Regions from separate parts of the Mus musculus genome. Here regions 2 and 3 are each linked to region 1. The links are chromatin contacts, called in public HiChIP or PLAC-seq maps. All regions are on one chromosome and are shown on one strand. The core of a region is the stretch at or near the end of the contact, and the rest is flanking DNA. Distances in the headings are between cores, read along the strand shown. Region 1 holds the start of Jade1 (jade family PHD finger 1). Region 2 holds the start of Mfsd8 (major facilitator superfamily domain containing 8). Region 3 holds the start of Abhd18 (abhydrolase domain containing 18).

What was found. HiChIP or PLAC-seq counts read pairs in DNA pulled down with a chosen protein or histone mark.
Region 2: an H3K4me3 HiChIP or PLAC-seq map of stem cell-derived neural progenitor cells shows a contact between it and region 1, with 4 times the contacts expected there. The contact joins the promoter of Mfsd8 here to the promoter of Jade1 in region 1. A contact is called at or near these places in 1 of 39 promoter capture datasets (erythroid cells), 4 of 115 datasets of contacts at active chromatin or transcription factors (astrocytes, pancreatic cancer cells, pro-B cells and 1 more) and 1 of 9 other capture datasets (liver).
Region 3: a contact with region 1 is called in an H3K4me3 HiChIP or PLAC-seq map of embryonic stem cells, with 8 times the contacts expected there. The contact joins the promoter of Abhd18 here to the promoter of Jade1 in region 1. A contact is called at or near these places in 2 of 39 promoter capture datasets (cranial neural crest and frontonasal cranial neural crest), 7 of 115 datasets of contacts at active chromatin or transcription factors (astrocytes, embryonic stem cells, epiblast stem cells and 3 more) and 1 of 9 other capture datasets (adipose tissue).

Annotation. Positions count from the first base shown.
Region 1 is chr3:41,554,159-41,557,106 of GRCm38.p6, reverse strand. It overlaps Jade1 (jade family PHD finger 1), which reads right to left and starts at 1,373. Exons shown (of 11, transcript NM_001130184.1): 1 at 1,288-1,373.
Region 2 is chr3:40,845,332-40,848,279 of GRCm38.p6, reverse strand. Mfsd8 (major facilitator superfamily domain containing 8) reads left to right here and starts at 1,426. Exons shown (of 12, transcript NM_028140.5): 1 at 1,426-1,639. The coding sequence starts at 1,575. It also overlaps the pseudogene Gm2011.
Region 3 is chr3:40,892,706-40,895,653 of GRCm38.p6, reverse strand. It overlaps Abhd18 (abhydrolase domain containing 18), which reads right to left and starts at 1,395. Exons shown (of 13, transcript NM_026622.4): 1 at 1,211-1,395. It overlaps 6430590A07Rik (RIKEN cDNA 6430590A07 gene), which reads left to right and starts at 1,550. Exons shown (of 3, transcript NR_166482.1): 1 at 1,550-1,706.

The sequences.
Region 1 (2,948 bases), core at 124-2,623:
TTCTCCTTTTCTTCCACATTATACTTCAATGGTATGAGCCTACTTCCTTAGCAAATGAGAAAAACAATACAGATTTTCTTTCTCCTGAAGAAGAACTAACTAGGAGTTAGGAGATAAAAGCTTTGAGGATAGCTAGGTCCACCACTTACTTGAATGTTTGTGAAGCGAAGGATCCCAAGTCTTGGTATGACGGCCACACAATTCACTCACTTTTTTCTGGGGTGGTGTGTGTGTGTGTGTGTGTGTGTGTGTGTGTGTGTGTGTGTGTTTAAGAGAGAGGCGGGAGGTGAAGGGGGAGGGGAAAGTGAGGGAGAGAGAGAGGGAGGAGGAAGAGGGAGGGAGGGGGGAGGGAGGGGGGAGGGGAGGGGGAGCGAGGGAGGGGGGAGGGGAGGGGGAGCGAGGGAGGGGGGAGCGAGGGAGGGGGGCAGGGGAGCTCCATCACGCACGTGCTTGCCTTCCTGAGCCATCTTGAGGGAAGACGCCCAGAACTTCCAGAATTCAAATTCTTTCCCGTGTTTGAAAGATACTGACTTCTAAGCTAAGGACAAGTGAGATGGATAAACCAGGCTCTTTACAGGCCTCCATTCTTCTGCAGAAAGGTCCCCACATGACTCCAACCTAGACCTCTAGACATCCAAGATACACAGAAAATACACAGGACGGGAGAGGAAGGGTATTGGATCAAGAGCTGGGCTTCAGGTCCTAGGTTCGAAGTTACCGCAGAGATTAACAGGTTGTGGGAAGCGGAGGAATGAAATAATTTGAAAGAATTAAGAATCCAGGGCTAGATTCAGCAGAATGAGCCGCTAAGCGTTATGGCTTTCCTGACGGAGTCTTTTGGGGTAGTTCCAAGATGGCTGAATCTGGAGTGGAAGCAGAGCTAGAGAAGCATGGGACAGGGGTGTAGCCCACTTGGTAGGGTGCTTGCCTAACAGGCCCCAAAGCCATCGCATGGCGCAGACCAGTCCCGCAGACCAGTCCCGTAAACTCACGCCTGCAATCCCAGTGCTCAGGGCCACCGAAGCTCCAATCCATCCCAACGTCAATGCTTTTTCCCTCCAGCTTGGACTACCAAAGATCTGGTCTCAAAATGGTGGGCGCCAAGGGAAAGGAAGGCAAAAAAAGGGCGGGAAGGAAAGCCCAGACCAGGGCGGACCGGCTTGAGATTTACGCTCACTGGTTCCAGGATATTATCCCCCCTACCTCAACTAATCCTGGAAGCCTCTGCCCTTCCCTCACCAGTGTCCCCCTTCTCCCCGAGACCTATCTCCAAGGTGGACCACCTACCTCAGCACTTTGAGTAGAGCCCCGAGTTTCCTCAGAGGTAGCAGGCGAGCGGACAAGGATGTCTTCTGCCTTCTAGAACCCAAAGAGCAGGTGATCTTCCGGGCAGGCTCTTTAGTCTGGTCTTGGGCATCACGTCACGGTGGGAGGAGCCGACCTTTCCACACGCCACAGCACCCACCCGCCCACCCCCAGGCTCTGACGCCCCTCCCAGCCTGCCTTTACCCCCGCCCGGCTGGCGCCTGGCCTGGCTGGCTGGCCACCGACTGCTTCCGGATACTTTTGAACACGACGACGTGGAGCAGAACGGCTCCAGAAGTTCTCCTCTCTCCATTTTGCGTACACCCACACTTTTTGAAAGACCAGTGGGTCACCCGCAGACAGATAATAAGACTGAGCTCACTTAGGGTTACTACTGCTGCGACAAAACTCCATGAACCCCCCCCCCTCCGCGCGCGCGCGCGCCCAAAAATAAAAATAAATAAAAAACAAGTTGGTGAGGACAGGATTTATTTGGTTTACAAGACCAAAATACTGTTTGTCCATCAAAGGAAGTCAGGACAAGAACTCAAACAGGGCAGGAGCAGAAGCAGAGGCCATGGAGAGAAGAAGTACTACGTAGTAGCGACTTGCTCGCTCAGCCTTCCACCCGCAAGTAGGCTGGGCCCGCCCCCATGGACCACTAACTGAGAAAATGCCTGTCTTGAAAAACCAAAAAAAAATGAAAAGAAAAGAAGGAGAAAGAGAAAGGAAAACGCCTTATAGCTGGATTTCAGGGCTACATTTCCTCAACGGATGCTCCTTCTTCTGTGATCATTCTAGCATGTGTTAGAAGTTGGCACACATTGTCCCAGCCAATACAACATTCTTCTAGGTAAAGGCTGGGACAGCCTCTTATCCTTAGATTGTTGGATCTCACCAAATTTGATACTGTTGTTCAGTCATACTCGTGCCTATCTTTTTAGATTTAATTTTGCTGTCTATGCTATGTAGTTCTTAAAAAAATAATTTTTATTATTATTTATTCTTTTTCCAGACAGAGTGCGCATGTGCCACAGCAGGCACGTGGCGGTCAGAGGACAATGTGCTGAAGTTGGTTCTTTCCTTTATCACGCGGGGCCTGACTTGGCAGAAAGTGCTTTTATCTGCTGAAGCATCTCCCTGGTTCGTTCCCCCCTTTCTTGAAATGTAGTCACCTGACTTCCACAACACGGACATTCTTCTGTTTCCTTCCCTACCTCTCCCTGCTGATTGTTTGCCCAAGCCTCACACATGACCAGTGTGGCATTTGGGAAAGAATCTAAAGAAGGAGTGAGTAATTTTAGTTGAGAAATTTTATAAGAAAAAAAGAATGTTTGGCTCACATGATTGATAATGGACACAAGAAAGATAAGGAAAGAAAACATCTGGTTGAAGATTATTAAGCTAGTCCGTCAGCCGGGCAGGTAACCCTGGCTTCCCAGAAGGAGCTGTAAATTACATCACACAAAAAAACACTCTGTCCCGGACCGGACCGAGTTTGAGCCCATTTTCTTTCTGATTCGTATAGATGTCAGTTTCCTTTAGGATTCTACCCGAAGTCATTCCCCATTATTAGTGAGATGTCCCAGGATCCTCCAAGCCAGGCGCATATGCACCCTTCAAGTTATACCTTGTTTGTTTAG
Region 2 (2,948 bases), core at 177-2,676, 710 kb after region 1:
CAATCTCTCTCCTCTTTAGAAAACCATTGTAGGGATGAAATGAGGACCCGAATAAGAATAAAATTTCTTTCAACATATACCAAATTGTACTTGATGGAATGCTAGTTAAATTTTTCTTCCTCTATTACATATGAGTCACAAATTGTGCAACTGTCCAGGGATTAGAAATGACAACCATAACACAGGAAGAATATTGAGGTTAAAAAAAAGGACTTTATTTTCTACCCATCTGTAGTCTTGGAACCAATAACGAGAATCTCCTTGTTTCTGTTACTATAGATAAATGTGCAGGACTGAATACAATGAAGTATCTAATAATCAGGATTGGATTCAAAGATAATTAACAGAAGACATTTCAAGTTTAACAGTTCTCTAGTAGGGTATGCCTGATTGGCTGCACATGAGATGATCACAAATGAAAGATCAAAGGAGAGGAGATGGGAATACCACACAACAGAGAGCTCCTGAGGCAGGACAAACGCTAAGCGTTCAAGGAGTTCAAGAATTGAGACTGGGCCCCAACTCTGAGAGATTCCGGGTAACTTATCTCGACCTCCGGTCTTGATCAGATAGATAAGTATCTGCTTTACCCGTGTCCTAGGAGAGATGTGATCCAATGAAATCACATGACAATCTTATCTATAGTTAAGAAAACATTACTTTAGGAGACACACGATGACTTCTAGCAGCAATTAGCTGACAAGTCCAATGGCAGGGACAGAGACTAGGAAGTCAACAGTATCTGAGTCTGTTGAGTGTTTATGTTCCTGGTGCTGAAAGCAGCGGGTTGGAGCTAAGCAGGCTTTGCCTAGGGGCTGGTTTTTTGCAAAGTTGAGGTTCTGGGGCCCGGAACCAGCGAGGTTGTAGCCTCCTCAGACCCGACCTTCAGTCCCCTCAAGTGAGGAGCCGGCGGGGGCATCAGTGTCTGGCTGCCATCAGCCGCGACTTCCAAGTCTCTCAGGAGCGGAGTCAGGGGTATAACAGCGGCTGCCTACCATCAGCCTCATCCTCAGTCCCTTTCAGGTGAGGCGCTGATGGCCAGCAGGGTTGGGTCACAGGGGTCCCCAACGCCCTCTGTCGGACAGGACACTGCTGCCTTCATGCCGCCTTGCACGTAAGCAGATGACAGAGGCTGTTACTTACAGGCCGCTCGCCGAGGCACACCTGAAGGGGAACTCGCCAAGCCTCTGGCCACCACCGCTCTCCACGCTTAAGGCACCGGACTTTCGCCTCAGCTCGGACAGCAGAGAGCTGAATCTGCTCAGGTACAAAACAGCAGGCGAGCTGCCAGCCAGCCTGACAGGGAGGACGTCCTCGGGGCGGGGCGTGGCGTCCGCGGGACACGCCCCCAGAGGCCGGCTCTGGCCTTGCTCCACCTCTTCCGGCCTTCTCTCTGTTTGCCACCACCGCCTCCTGCAGGGCCCACACACTTCACATTTCCCTTCGGCTGCCGGTCCGCTTCCGGCCTCACGGCGCGCAAGCGCACTCGTAGGAGTGTTTTGACAGCTCCGGGCCTGGAGAAGGAGCAGGTGTCGCGAGAGTGGGCAGCGCGCCGCCTAGCGAGAGCTGGAATTATGGCGAACCTGGGAAGTGAGGCCGAGCGGGAGCCCCTCTTGGGCCCGGGATCACCCGGAAGCAGGTGAGCAGGCGGGTGGGACTAGCTGGGAACAGTGAGTCCACTGTCCGGACCCGAAACCCGGCTGCACATGCGCATGCCCAGCAACGCCTTCGGAGCCGCTTAGGACAGGCTCCGGGATAATGGCGTGTACTTGGGAATAGAGGAGAATCTTGGTGCTTGGAGAACTTGTGTACCTAGAAAGCTGGGCAGGGGGATGCTTCACAAAGGTCACAGCAGTTTCACATTGTAGCCCTTGTGCTGTGTGTCTTAAGCATCTGCCTGAATCCTGTTATGGTAATTCCTTCTTGCTTGAGAGCTTCTTTTTCTTCACTATTTTTCCTTTGTTTTGTATGAAGAAACCTAAGCTGCCTCCTTTACAGCAGACACTGCATTCTGTTGACCCTGTGTAGCTGTCCACTGTCACAAAAGCCCCAAATGGTGGTTTTAACCGACACTCAAGAGCTAAACTTGAGTTAGACTTTTCCTAACCTGCCTAATAACGTCTTCATATTTTGCAAATAAACCCACTTAAAATGACTCACATTTGCTCAGTATCACATGTCCAAAATAAAGACACCTTTAAGCGTTTCATTAGTATTTTCATCCTTGTAATTCTCATTTTGATCCTAATTTATGAGCACTAATTTAGAAAAGTTGGGCTTGTCTTACTGTAGCAATATGTATTCTTACTTTTACGAAGCAATAAGTATTATTTCATCGAGTCTTTTATTTGAAGCGCAGTGTGTGTTTTATTAGGTTCATTTTTTGAGGGGGAACGGGTGGCACATGCATCATGCTTTGTACAGAGGCCAGAGGATGGATTACAATTTTATGTTTCTTGATTTTTATCTTGAGGTGATTAAAATAAGTAGCAGTGTTGACATTTGTTTTAAAAGAGCTGCATCCCCCAGGCCTGTTGAGACCTTCGAAGCTGTTGGCTTCTGCCCTGCTTTTTGCTGTGCCGCAATCCTTTTGGAGTTCTTACAGCTCTATAGTTGCCCTGCGTATTCCACGCCTAGAAGAGGCCATCCCTCTTCTCCCTTTTGAAATCTGTCAGCAACCCTCATTTATGTTACCTGCAACTCCTGCCAACAACTTTTTTTCTTCCAGGCTTGTTATTTGCCGGGACCCTGAAGTTATTTTTACTTACTGTAATTTTGTGCTTCTGATGTACAGGCTCTGCCAGGCTAGAGCTCCCTGTTAGTCACGTGCATAGGGCTGTGGCATTTCCATTTCCTAGCCTTCTTTGTGCTGCTTGCTTTTCTTTTGTTGTATTTCATGTCTGGCCTGTGTTTTCCAGAAAGAGTGTGGGATCCTTGAGTTATATATG
Region 3 (2,948 bases), core at 146-2,645, 660 kb after region 1:
TGGTTAGCTCTGTAGCCCTCCGCCATCTTCCTATTCTCTCTGCCTTTCACTTCTTTGTCTACTTGAGTCAATCTCTCTCCTCTTTAGAAAACCATTGTAGGGATGAAAGAGGGCCTGAATAAGAATAAGATTTCTTTCAACATACACCACATTCTACTTGATGGAATGCTAGTTAAAATTTTCTTCCTCTATTATATAAGAGTCTCAAATTGTGTCACTGTCCAGGGATTAGAAATGACAACCATAACATAGGAAGAATATCGAGGTTAAAAAAAGGACTTTATTTTCTACCCATCTTTAGTCTTGGAACCAATAACGAGAATCTCCTTGTTTCTGTTACTATAGATATATGTGCAGGACTGAATACAATGAAGTATCTAATAATCAGGATTGGATTCAAAGATAATTAACAGAAGACATTTCAAGTTTAACAGTTCTCTAGTAGAATATGCCTGATTGGCTGCACATGAGATGATCACAAATGAAAGATCAAAGGAGAGCAGATGGGAATACCACACAACAGAGAGCTCCTGAGGCAGGACAAATGCTAAGCGCTCAAGGAGTTCAAGAATTGAGACTGGGTCCCAACTCTGAGAGATTCCAGGTAACTTATCTCGACCTCAGGTCTTGATCAGATAGATAAGTATCTGCTTTACCCGTGTCCTAGGAGAGATGTGATCCAATGAAATCACATGACAATCTTATCTAGAGTTAAGAAAACATTACTTTAGGAGACACACGATGACTTCTAGCAGCAATTAGCTGACAAGTCCAATGGCAGGGACAGAGACTAGGAAGTCAACAGTATCTGAGTCTGTTGAGTGTTTATGTTCCTGGTGCTGAAAGCAGCGGGTTGGAGCTAAGCAGGCTTTGCCTAGGGGCTGGCTTTTTGCAAAGTTAAGGTTCTGGGGCCCGGAACCAGCGAGGTTGTAGCCTCCTCAGACCCGACCTTCAGTCCCCTCAAGTGAGGAGCCGGTGGGGGCATCAGTGTCTGGCTGCCATCAGCCGCGACCCCCAAGTCTCTTAGGAGCGGAGTCAGGGGTATAACAGCGGCTGCCTACCATCAGCCTCATCCTCAGTCCCTTTCAGGTGAGGCGCTGATGGCCAGCAGGGTTGGGCCACAGGGGTCCCCAACGCCCTCCCTCGAACCAGGGAACCGCTGCCTTCCTGTCGCCTTGCACGTACGCAGACGACAGAGGCTGTTACTTACAGGCCGCTCGCCGAGGCACACCTGAAGGGGAACTCGCCAAGCCTCTGGCCACCACCGCTCTCCACGCTTAAGGCACCGGACTTTCGCCTCAGCTCGGACAGCAGAGAGCTGAATCTGCTCAGGTACAAAACAGCAGGCGAGCTGCCAGCCAGCCTGACAGGGAGGACGTCCTCGGGGCGGGGCGTGGCGTCCGCGGGACACGCCCCCAGAGGCCGGCTCTGGCCTTGCTCCACCTCTTCCGGCCTGCTCTCTGTTTGCCACCACCGCCTCCTGCAGGGCCCACACGCTTCACACTTCCCTTAGGCTGCCGGTCCGCTTCCGGCCTCGCGGCGCGCACGCGCACTCATAGGAGTGTTTTGACAGCTCCGGGCCTGGAGAAGGAGCAGGTGTCGCGAGAGTGGGCAGCGCGCCGCCTAGCGAGAGCTGGAATTATGGCGAACCTGGGAAGTGAGGCTGAGCGGGAGCCCCTCTTGGGCCCGGGATCACCGGAAAGCAGGTGAGCAGGCGGGTGGGACTAGCTGGGAACAGTGAGTCCACTGTCCGGACCCGAAACCCGGCTGCACATGCGCATGCCCAGCAACGCCTTCGGAGCTGCTTAGGACAGGCTCCGGGATAATCGCGTGTACTTGGGAATAGAGGAGAATCTTGGTGCTTGGAGAACTTGTGTACCTAACAAAGCTGGGCAGGGGGATGCTTCACAAAGGTCACAGCAGTTTCACATTGTAGCCCTTGTGCTGTGTGTCTTAAGCATCTGCCTGAATCCTGTTATGGTAATTCCTTCCTCCTTGAGAATTTCTTTTTCTTCACTATTTTTCCTGTTTTGTATGAAAAAACCTAAGCTGCCTCTTTTACAGCAGACACTGCATTCTGTTGACCCTGTGTAGCTGTCCACTGTCACAAAAGCCCCAAATGGTGGTTTTAACCGACACTCAAGAGCTAAACTTGAGTTAGACTTTTCCTAACCTAATAACTTCTTCATATTTTGCAAATAAACCCACTTAAAATGACTCACACTTTGCTCAGTATCACAGGTCCAAAATAAACACACCTTTAAGCGTTTCATTAGTATTTTCATCCTTGTAATTCTCATTTTGATCCTTATTCATGAGCACTAATTTAGAAAAGTTGGGCTTGTCTTACTGTAGCAATATGTATTTTTACCTTTACGAAGCAGTAAGTATTATTTCATCGAGTCTTTTGTTTGAAGCGCAGTGTGTGTTTTATTAGGTTCATCTTTTGAGGGGGAACAGGTGGCACATGCATCATGGTTTGTACAGAGGCCAGAGGATGGATTACAATTTTATGTTTCTTGATTTTATCTTGAGGTGATTAAAATGAGTAGCAGTGTTGACATTTGTTTTAAAAGAGCTGCATCCCCCAGGCCTGTTGAGACCTTCGAAGCTGTTGGCTTCTGCCCTGCTTTTTGCTGTGCAGCCATCCTTTTGGAGTTCTTAAGCTCTGTAGTTGTCCTGCCTATTCCACGCCTAGAAGAGACCATCCCTCTTCTCCCTTTTGAAATCTGTCAGCAACCCTCATTTATGTTACCTGCAACTCCTGCCAACAACTTTTTTTCTTCCAGGCTTGTTATTTGCCGGGACCCTGAAGTTATTTTTACTTACTGTAATTTTGTGCTTCTGATGTACAGGCTCTGCCAGGCTAGAGCTCCCTGTTAGTCACATGCATAGGGCTGTGGCATTTCCATTTCCTAGCCTTCTTTGTGCTGCTTGCTTTTCTTCTG